Regions from separate parts of the Rattus norvegicus genome. Here region 2 is linked to region 1. The links are chromatin contacts, called in public Hi-C maps. All regions are on one chromosome and are shown on one strand. Each heading gives the region's core, a stretch centred on a gene start, on an enhancer-like site or on the middle of the called end of the contact. The rest is flanking DNA. Distances are from core to core; before and after follow the strand shown.

Region 1 (5,897 bases), core at 784-3,283:
TACTCTGTGCTTTACCAGTTTGACTACTCTATATATGTATCAATAAAATAAAATGCAGTGTGTGGACATCTATCTCTAAGCTCAGTAGTTCAGGACACCAGATTTATCGGAATAACCCGCAGCACTAGTGTTTGTCTGGGCTTCTTGGAGAAGAGACTCACGTGATTGGTCGTCTGCTTCGTATGGCTTGTGTTACAGTCGTGTGAAACTGGATCTACTTAGAATAAAGACGCTGGGAGTTCAACTTGAGCTTTTAGCTGGAGCACTCTGGTGCTTTGTCCATGTGGGCTCTGTGCAGGATTTGAACCTCTTAGAGCCCAGTACGTGGATTCCAAAAGGACATTTTCTAAAACACGGAGATGTGAACTGTGGCTCCTCTCTCAGATTATACGGTAGCATTTCTGTGAAGCTCTATTGATCTACAGAGACTATTCACATGTTAACAAACACAAAGAATACATATCCCATCTCACAACAAAGAGTGACAATAACTTTAGGCTGATATTTCTCCTACCACAAAACTAAGAAATTTTATGATCATGAGCATAGCCCACACACTTGTGAAAGCAAGAGAAAAACTTCTCTATCATGTGGGTCCTGGGGCTTGAATTCAGGTTGTCAGTTTTGGCCACAGACACCTTTACCCACGGAGCCCTCTTACTCGCTCAAAAATAGCCAACTTTCTAACTCTGAGGGGGAAATTATTCAACTCTACACACATAGATGGATAAACAAATAAAAATAAACAAATAATAAATAAATATCCACACATTTGTATAATTCAATACTTCACTGAATTATTCATTGAGTATTCAATAGAAAAAAAAGAAATATGTTCCAAATATTCAGGATGACACCGATGAATCTCAAGAAATTAAGTTAAACAAAAGGAGCCCTACACGAAAGACCCCATGGAAGCTAGGAATGGCAGTGGCTTCTTCTTCAGAAGAGAGAGCTCGTGAAAGTAGCACTTATGTTACTGGAGAATGAACATGTTCTGCCTTGAGTAATTGCTGACGTTTTAAAACCTATCACACGGTCCCCTGAAGACATGTGCATTTCCTTATATAAAATTTAACCTTAATTTAAATGCACTATACAATTATTTTAAGAGTATTCATAGTTGTCCCACCCATTCCTCCCAGTAGCTTTATAGGGGCCAGGGCGAATATTAATAGTTTCATTTATTGAGGTGATAAATTGCTCAAGATTATGCAGAAAATCAAAGACACGACTAGAATGTGGCAAGAGGCTATTGAGCACATGGTCTTTGCTAGTTTTTCCAGTGGTAAGGAAAGCAGACTTGTGACTATAGAGGAAATACACAGACCATGCCCATAAACACATACTAGGCACAAATATATACATGATATACATAATATAAAACACAAGTAAGCCTTCATGGCTGAAAGCAGACTCTTTTCTACATAGAACCTCAATTTGAATAGTTATTTTATTTTTAAATTACCATAGAAACCTGACTATACACTTTAACATAAAACTCTCGTTTACCTATCTATTTATTTATATATCATTACTAGGAGCTATTTTGTATAGCCAGACTGTGACAGATGCCAGCCTTTCTGGCTTATTCTAGTACACCAACGACTACCATATTTCTCTTTTCTATGATAGAACACCTCGTCATAGCATTTGTAGGTCTACTCTCAAATTTTAATTAAGCCACAAATAAAAACTTTCTCCCCAAAGTACATGCTGTTCCAAAGCAGATGACTTAAAAGTCTAATTTACTAACAGCGAACTTTTTGGAAGCCAAATGACTCAAAGTCAAATGCTGAAGCCAGTTAGTCAATTTATTCTTTAGAGAGAAGCATTCCCTGAAGTCCCAGTGGCTAACAAGGTATTCATAATTTGACATTAGCTAGAATTTCTAGGATTTTGTGAGTTTGGACTGGGCATTGCAACACATTTTATGTCAGTGAGAGCAATTTCCTAATTCCAGGTTCCTGTAAAAATAATACTTGAATGTGCATGAAAGTAGTTATTCACCATGAATTCATAGCCAGATTAAGAAAAGATTAGTGGTCATGACTCACTCATAAAACATGTTTAAGGCATACACTCACTGTCTTGGACACTATCAAGTCCAAGCTGATAATTTCTTTTTCAGTAGTAAGGAAAGCAGACCTGTGTAGAAAAAATGCATGGGTTGTGTGTATACACAAATATACATAACATGAATAATATAAAAAGAGATCTACCTCAGTCCCTCCTGGGAGACCAGCATTTAATACAGTGTATTACATGGGAGACATGTATTGGTTTACACTGTGAGGCTCTGCAGAGGTGCACGCTCTGCCAAAAGGAAAAGAAAAGGAAAACCTTGGTGTGAAGGTAGTGGTGGTCAGGCACTGCACTTGCTCCTCTTAGTCAAGAGGCTGAGGAGTCATGGCAGTGGTGATCAGAAACCATGCAGCCAGCAGCCATTACTAAGCACAGTGTTAGCAGTCTAACTTCCTCATGAAGGACTTTTACAGCATTAAGAAAGTTCTTTCTCAAAACTCATTAAGACTTTTAAAAAAATTATTCCATATGTATGTATATGTACCCAGTATATATAAGTCCCTGGAGGCCAGAAGACATTGGGTCTCCTAGAACTGGAGTGACGGGAAGTCCTGAGCTGCTTGATAAGGGTTCTAGGAACTGAACTTGGGTCCTCTGTGATAGCACGGAATGTTCATTGCCCCTCATCTCTTTTACTTATATATTTATTTTTTGCTTGCCACAAACAGGATTTCTGAAGAAAGCTATAAATTCTTCCTCTTGAGAGGCCAACGCTTTCAGAAGTATTTAAAATTTTAATCCCTGCCTTTGCCCCTCCCCCATATTTATCACCTGGTATTGTTCACTGAAAGGTTTTAGGCTTAGATGTCTCTACAAAAAGGAGCAGTGTGCTAGTGAGCCCATCTACCCAGAAACGGGCAAGGATCTGACCAACTATGGTTACTGCAAACCTCCATCTATGTGGGCTCGGTCTAGGTTCATTGATTTACTCCTTTCTCAAGTAGAATCAATCAGAAGGGGATGGCAAGGAAATAATGGATAATGGACAAAGGAATCAAGGAGAGCAGGAGGAAGAGGAGGAAGAGGAAGAGGAGGAAAAACAGGAGGAAGATGAGGAGGAGGAGGAGGGGGATGAGCATGATGATGATGATGAGGAAAATATTCTTGACATTACCTTAATGGGAAGAAAATTTGAAGCAAACCTATTCCCCCAAAGCTACTGACTCTTCATTGGGTGGTTAAACCCAATATGGAGGGAGGAAAACAGATTTCTTGACATTACAAAGTTAACCCAAGAGTCATTGGCTTTTTCCTTCTGCCTATGAGGGAGGGAGTGACCTTTCCACAGCTGCTTGCTTGCTTCCTTCCTTCCTTCCTTCCTTCCTTCCTTCCTTCCTTCCTTCCTTCCTTCTTTCCTTCTCTCCTTCTTTCCTTCCTTCCTTCCTTCCTTCCTTCCTTATATCGATATATGGGCATCCTTAATTACTATACTAGCATAGAATTTCTTAAACACCACTTAAAGATTAGTAAGTAGAAGGGAAAATGGAAATTTAGCAAAATACTCAAAAGGGACTATAACACATCTTCAGTCACATAATTCAATCAGTCACACTGATTGCTGGGAGAGAGCATTTTAGAGTAACCCTACTGACAATCAGCCCAGTGTCACTCAATCAGATTTTCACCATTGTTTTCCTCCAGCAACAGTCGCAGAAAGCAGGTAACATGGTCAATATAATTTTTGTTTCTTTAGTATCAAGGGTTTTTTTCTGGGTTCTCAGTAGCCTGGGCTGAATAGTGCAGACTATAAAGAATGAACATTATCATCTGAATGTTCTTTAGGAATAAGAGAGAAATGATTGCCAATATGACAGTAAGCCAAACAGAAGTAACGGAGTTGTAAAAGTAGAGGGATTAAGAACACACGACTATCCTGTCCTTTTCTCTTTACTTTTAAAGTCTACGGTGAGTTCAGAACACTGCAAGGGAAAAGGCAACCCTCATTCCACACCACCGGCTTCTCATAGACCCCTCAGCAATGAACTTGAAATACAGCAGGTTATTGGAGGAATAGAAAGCATCCCTCAGCTCTGGAAAAAGAAAAAAAGAAAAAAGAAAAAAAAGAAAGAAAGCATCATTCTTCATTGGAGAACACGCAGTGGACTTAAGGAAGGCAGAAGCTGCATTGATGGGAGATTAGAAACTGTTTCATGAAGCAGTTACAGTCAGAATAGTAGGTGTTCGATGACCACAGATGACAGGGGGATGCTCAGATGGCTTTGTCAGGAAAGCGTATTTGGCTGACCTTAAAAGGGGGAGTGTTTGAGGATACTTGGAAGTCTTTGGGACCTTTGATATTATTGAGCCCTTTAGCAACATACATACATAGACTGAGGAATCCAACAGTTTTAAATGCACCATTTGGCAGTGCAATGCCATGATTAACCAGATTATAGCCCCTGGGGGATGTGTGCCAACAACTATTTAAAAAAAATGTAGTTTGGAATCTGGAAACCATTAAAGCATTCTGGTAACAGATTGGCTAAGCGGCTCAACTTCCAACTCTGCATTTAATTCTTTTTTTTTTTTTTACTGGCCTTAATTTCTGTAACTAATTAAGACTGAACACAGTTTCTCTCATTTGTCTGAAAGAATCAGTGTGGGGTATGAATGCGGTTTGATGCTGGAAGCCATTCCAAGGTTTTTCACCCATATTGAATAACCGTGGCTCGTCCTCTGTGGTTGAGATTAATTGCTCAATGTCTTTCATAGACGCTTTTTAAAAATTTTGAAATCAAACTTATCTTTTGATATATCCTAATCTCTAAGTGGCCAATTTAATAAATCTACGGGCTGCTCGTTGCAGAGTGCCACTCCCCAGAAGGATGAAGGATTACGTTCGTTGAGTCAGGTATGATGCTGATGGTATCAGGAAGCAAGTGGATGCAGAACTTCCCATTAGCTCCTGACAATAACGATCACCAAACCTCCCAACTTCCTTCAACTAGACTTAAGTTTCCTTCCAGAATGTAAGTTCCAAAGTCTAACACCACTTCCTGCTCAGCAATGGAGGTGTTCTTATTCCAAAAGAGGTGAGTGGAGTTGACGGTGGTTCCCATGGTTACAGGGAAACAAGAAAAACAATTTCCTTCCAAGACTATACTCACAAAGCTACCATGTTTACAGACTTCCTCTGCCAGCCTCCTGTATGGCCAAAGGTCTTGAGAACCATCCAGAGGAGATCTGTTAAATCTGTATAATAAAGCCGGTGCACTGTGCACCTCTTAATCTTATAACCGTGACCGCCTAGGTGTGAAGGCCTTTAGTTACAGGAAGTCTCTCATCTTTCATCATCAGGTGGTCGCTCTAGGCTCTCCAGCACCCCTAACTTCCACTCATGAGCTGAAATTTCCCTGGAGGCTCTGGGGAAAGCATCCTTCCTTCCGTACTCTAAGAAGTTGCTAGGAGGGAGTGAGAATGGATGCTACCCTGCTGGCAAATTGAATCAAACTCATGCACCAAGCTCACAGATAAGTCCCGCAGAAGAGTCCCTCAGCTGCTGCACCGGACCTCCTCCAGCTTCTGCAAACTTTCAGATTCCCATCGGGCAAAGGAGCCACCTTAGAAAGTAGAGCAAGGAACCCCTGGTACTGCTTCATTCTCCGAGCACCTTACTGAGACGAAGAACAGGACCACTCCTAACTAAATAGCAAAGGGAGCCGCAGGTGCCAAGTATTTATCTTCCTCCCGAAGCAATCTGCTGGGTCGACTGTGAAGTTATTTATTAAGCCATACAATTACAAGCCCTGGGCTTCCAGTAAGCAGCTTTTATTTTGAAGGCCATTCCTGCCGCTGGTTTAAGTGGAAATAAA
Region 2 (5,605 bases), core at 2,510-5,009, 99 kb before region 1:
ATTACAACATTTATTGACCATTTAATTGATGCATTTAATTATAGGCATCATTATTAAATATATAGACATATTAAAATAGAATAGTTAATAAAAATATTTATCTAAGGATATTCAAGCATGACCATATGAGTTCATACCATATGATACAAAGTAGCATGATACAATTCACTAGAACAGCAACGTGGGGGACAGACTGCTTTTTTACTGCAGCCCGGGGCAGCCACATTTTAGGGCTTAGACTGTAGCTCCCTCTAGTGACAAACCAAATTTCTCTTCTTCTTTTTCTTTGGAAGGCTCCTTCGGTATTTTGACTGCCTGAGAACTGTGCCCTCTTAGAAGGGAAAGGAACTTGGTCCAGCTGACTGTCTTTTTTTTTTTTTTTTTTTTTTTTGGTTCTTTTTTTTTTTTTCGGAGCTGGGGACCGAACCCAGGGCCTTGCGCTTCCTAGGTAAGCGCTCTACCACTGAGCTAAATCCCCAGCCCCCCAGCTGACTGTCTTACAGCACAGCTGAGGTCCTGGGGTAAGAGACCCACACGAGGCTGCAGAGACATGCTGTGGTGCTACCACCGATCGCTCGACTGCTGGCGAAAGACTTGTGTACTAAAGGCTTTATGACACTGAAGACACTGAGGGATACCAGAAGGTGAAGAGGTTCTCCATGGAGATCTGTAGGTTCAGTACTGTAAAAATGGCCATCCTATCAAAAGCAATCTACGTATCCCTTGGAATCCTTACCGCAATTCCGGCACCATTCTTCACAGAAATTGAAAAAAATAAAAATTAAAATTAAAAACAGAAAAGAAACAACAGCAACAACAACTAAAAAACCCCGATTTTCAGCTTCATATGGAAACACAAATGTCAGGATATCTAAAAACAGATGCTGCATAGTGAGAGAACTTCTGGAGCTCTGTCCATCAGAGATTCAAGTCGTACTACAGAGCTATCGGGGGCACAGCAACATAGGGTTAACAGATACATTTCTCCATGAAGCTGAAGCAAAGACCCAGAAATAATTGCACCTGCTTTTGGATAAAGAGGCCAAAACTACACGCTGGACCCAAGACAGGACCGTCCCCTGACGGTGCTTTTCAAACCGGATGTCTCCACGTAGAAGAATGAAGTTTGAGCCATATCTATCTGTGCAAAACCCAGATCCAAGTGGATCAAGGACCTCAACTTACGATCAAATTCCTCTGTTTTATAAGGAAGTGGGAAATAGGTTGAACTCAATGGCACAGGAAAGGGCTTTCTGAATGGAACACTGGGAGCGCAGACACCAAGTCCAACGGTTGATAAATAGGGCCTCAGGAGGCTTCGAAGCTTCTGTACTGCAGAGGGTGTCATCATTTGAGCACAGTGGCAGCCTCCAGAGTGGGAAAAGACCATTATCAGCTACATGTCTGATAGAAGATTAGTATTGGAATATATATATATATATATTTGATTTATATTAGATTAGTATTAGATTTTATATCTATATAGAAGATTAGTATATATACTAATAGATTATATATACTAGTATTAGAATACATATATACAAATACATAAATACAAACGATGAAACATAAACGCAGAAGAAGCAGCCTGAGCTAGCAGAGACATACAAACTGAAACTACTCTGAGATTTCATCTCAACCCCAGTCAGAATGGCCAAGAGCAGTAAAACAATTGGCCGCTCAAGCTGGTGAGGAGGTAGGGAAAGGGGGACAAAAGGGAGACACTCATCCATGGTTGGAGGGTGGTGCGAACTGGAAAGCCCCTGTGGAAATCAGTGTGGTTGTTCCCTAGAAAGGTCTCGCTGCACAGCTTGTCTTGTGACACATAAAGGAGGGGTGAAAGATCAGATTGATTGCACACCCGGGTACACCGGAGATCGGGGAAGCAGAGGCAGGCGTAAGGAACAATACGGAAGAGAGAAATCATAAAAGAAACCTAGGACACTGAGAGCTTAGTGGAGACAGACAACTCAGTCCCCTCTGAGGCGGTGTCATCTTACCCCTGAGGCTCCTTCACTGTTCAGTGGGACTGTGGCTACTTTAGAAAATGTGGAGAGTCAATTAGATGTCAAAGGTCATAGGTTGGCAGCTAGATGTCAAAGGTCACAGTCAGGTGGGCTGCTAGATGTCAAAGGTCACAGTCAGGTTGGCGGCAAGTGTGATTTGAACCTATTAGCATTCGGGGATTTTATGAATGTTTGGAGGAGTTTTGTCAGTTATGGCCTCACCCTGAGAATTCAGCCAAGGATCCGCCATTCCTCTTTCCCCCTGCCAAGCTCCCCCGGCCCCACTCCCTTCCTTCCAGTCTTCCTAGACAGCTAGTCTGAACTGGCCATGATAAGTACTCTCCCAGGTGCAAAGACAATGGTGTAACTCATCGAGAGGCTTAGCTTCCTCAAAGATTTCCCGGTCTTAGGTTCCTCTTTCTTGGGCTCCTTTGTCCTAGGAAATCTAGAAAGAAGTCATTAGCAGTACAGTCATCTGACTTCTGCTTCCCTAAAGGTAAATGTATTGAGAAGAATCAGGTGGGAGGGTGGGGAAAGAGAGCAGAGCTTCGGGGGTGTGTTAAGAGATGAGAGAGGACGTCTGTGTACACTGGAACAACAAAGTCAGTGAATCCTGGAGCAGCTGAACCTCCTTCTCTGACAGAACCCCAGAGGGTTCCCTGACAGCAAGGCAGAGGTGTTAGGTAGGTAGAGTTCTAGACATGGAGTGCCTAGGCTTGGCAAGACCTCCAAGACTCAGGGACCAAGATGGCTGACTGCCCCATGATAACTAGAAGAAAGGAAGAGAGAAGAGGATGGTAGGAGAGAACTTGTTTTGGGCAAGAGAAATAACACATCATTTCAGGGCTTCTCAAGCTACAGCCATAGGTGGCTCCATCTTCCTCCACACTGTGGACACTGAAGGGGAAGTGGTAATAATTAAATTACCCCATAGTATAAATAGGAACCCTATGGAACAAGTCACATACCTACTTACCCAAATATGACCTTTTTGGGGAGCTCAGAAAGAGCAGCTCTAAGAGAGGTGGTAGTGGCCTTTTAGTCCCAGCACTTGGCACAGGAGGCAGAGGCAGGAGGATCTCTGTGAATCTGAGGCCTGCTTGATCTATAGAATGAGTTCCAGGACAGCCAGGGCTACACAGAGAAACCCTGTTAGGGGAAAAAAACAAACAAACCAAAAAAAAAAAAAACCAGACAAACAAACAACGAATGAATAAATGAATGAATGAATGAATGAATAAATAAATAAATAAATAAATAAATAAATAAATAATTGGAAATAGTAGCTCTTTGGCCTCAAGGGTCCCAGGATCTTCCACTCTAGGAGGATTTCAGATTCCAATCTGCTGAGTTTTCTTCTTGTAAAAAGGGAAATGCAAACTCATTTACGCACTTTAGCGAAAACACTCTCAGCAGCTTCCATTCATACACAAGCCCAGATGGAAGCAATTCAGACGCGCAGAGATCTCTGCAGACCCGAGGAAACTGTAGTGTCTGGCGATGCGGAGGAATGCTGCGGAGCGCTCTGAGAGACGACTCATTCACGCGTCGACGTGAATGAATTTCAAAACGTCACTCTGTGCTCGGGAAGCCAGCCAGGGGATGATCGATGATAGGTGATTTCAATTACGAAGAATTCTTAGATTCGTAAAACTGTAGTAACGGGATTTAGAAAAACCCTAGAGGCTGGGGCTAGCGTGGGGGACTGACCAGAACTGGAGAACTCTGGGGAAGAATGACACAAACTGCATTTCTAGTGACTGTTTGTCAAAGAAACTGGGCAGAGCACCAGAGAATTCTGTGGATGAATGGCACAGACTGCCATTTCTAGTGACTATTTGTCAAAAATTGTCAAATGCTAGTCACAGTTTTGATGATGTTTGTCATGTGTTAATTACCCTTCAGCTTCTCTGACGTTCATAAAGGCAGTCAGGAAAGTAGGAACGCCAGTGTGGGACTGAAATCCTTGCCAGATGAACATCTCCCGTGGGAAGTCTTGGTACTTTTCCTGAGTTGGTGAACCCACGAACTGACCCTCCTCGAAGTCATTTCTCTCTTTCCAGATTTATAACTGGAATACATGCATTCGAGCGCTGCTGTCACAAGCATCATTCTCTGGCATCGAGTAATAGCTGTACTAGTGGAGGCATTCAGCGGATGCACAAATACATCCTCGCCAGCTACCTACCTCCGCTCAAATACCATACCGAAGCACACAGCATCCCTGACGGATGGGTAGTGACAGTTAATACCAGGCTCAGAGATCTAGAGGACATGAAAATGTTACTGCCCATATTTCATGGCTTGGCTCCTGAAGAAAGCAAACGAGACTGGTGGAAGGGCTAAATTTCACGAATGCAGCCAGGGGATAATCCTGCCCCTTCTAAGCACAGTGCTTGATAGCTCAAGTGAACCCAACCTCGATTCAACCTCACCACTGATTTGGTGCGAGCACTCATTCCTAGTTTCATCCAAGAAGAATTCTCTCGGAAATGGGTTGACTCTGAATTGTCTCCACGGGACACAGGTGCCGGGGGACCACAGGTGTGGGCGCTCTGCTCGGCTTCTGTAGTCGCCTTTGGAAAGGGCCATGGAGATTTGCCGTGGCGTAATTCAAAACACATGCTCCCACATACCCAGACTCTGTGAGCATTTCGGATTCAGTATATGAAAAAAAAAATAGAAAATTTACAGTTAGTCTGTTGAGCTCAGGCTGGCTCTGAACCTATAGGGATCTCTTTCTGAGTCTCATGGCAGATATCTCATCACAGGTATCTACCAACATGCCTGAGTGACATTTGTAAGCTTTTTAAAAAGCAGGAAAAAAAATGGTTATCTTAATTTTTAAAACCTCTGTTGAGAAACATCCAAAATTTTATCCAAATTTAAATGAAGACATTGAGAAATTTTATCAACTGGCACATTGAAAACAGCTGTTGACAGTTCTCTATTTACTCGTTTATTTCTAAATACCGTTTTAGGCTTTAGAGACCCTTTCTTTGCCTAGTGAATAAATTTGCTTTACGTGTTTGGACACTTTAAAGATGTGATTTTTGAGAAAGAGATAGCTGCTTCTCGTGCTCCCCTCTGAAACAGTTTCATAAACACTCATATCAGACAAAGCCGTGATGAATCGTGACAAAGCAAGGACCCACAGATGAGTCTGAACCCACGAAGCTCGGCTACAGAGACGAGTCCACCTCCCTCCAGATTAGGCTGTGCGGAGGCTCGTCTTTGACTCCGAGGTCATTCTTTCATCTTTCTTTATTCAGGTAAGAGTGGAGAGAGCCATTAACACAAGCACACTGTCCTGACAACATCCAATCCGGAACAATCCTGCTCCCTAAGCTTCCCTCTATTCCCTGCACTCCTGAGAAGCACTCCAGCACCAATGCCCTTCCTGCCACCCCCACCCTGACCCGCGGTGTTCTTAATTGCTCTTCCTGCAATGACAATTCACACAGGGTGAATTCAGTCTCAGGTGTGATCCTTCCGGAGAGCCTTGACCACTTGTCTGCTATTGATTTCAACTTGACTCAGCTAAAGTAATTGGAGAACAAAACATTTTTTCCCCTCAAATAAACATCTAGGAAAAAAAA

Evidence for each region. Hi-C and Micro-C count contacts between places; a contact is called where the count stands out from the background.
Region 2: a Hi-C map of the Rat2 cell line shows a contact between it and region 1, with 6 times the contacts expected there. The contact joins two enhancer-like sites. A contact is called at or near these places in 2 of 12 Hi-C or Micro-C datasets (the A7r5 cell line and the Rat2 cell line).

The regions. Positions count from the first base shown.
Region 1 is chr14:17,597,242-17,603,138 of GRCr8, reverse strand. No RefSeq gene overlaps it. Among named protein-coding and RNA genes, the nearest start is that of Cxcl6, 3.8 kb to the right of the region's middle. Within about 2 kb of position 2,033, at least 2 of the 93 cell types and tissues checked have an H3K27ac peak or open chromatin away from gene starts, as enhancers often do.
Region 2 is chr14:17,698,020-17,703,624 of GRCr8, reverse strand. No RefSeq gene overlaps it. Among named protein-coding and RNA genes, the nearest start is that of Rassf6, 17 kb to the left of the region's middle. Within about 2 kb of position 3,759, at least 4 of the 93 cell types and tissues checked have an H3K27ac peak or open chromatin away from gene starts, as enhancers often do.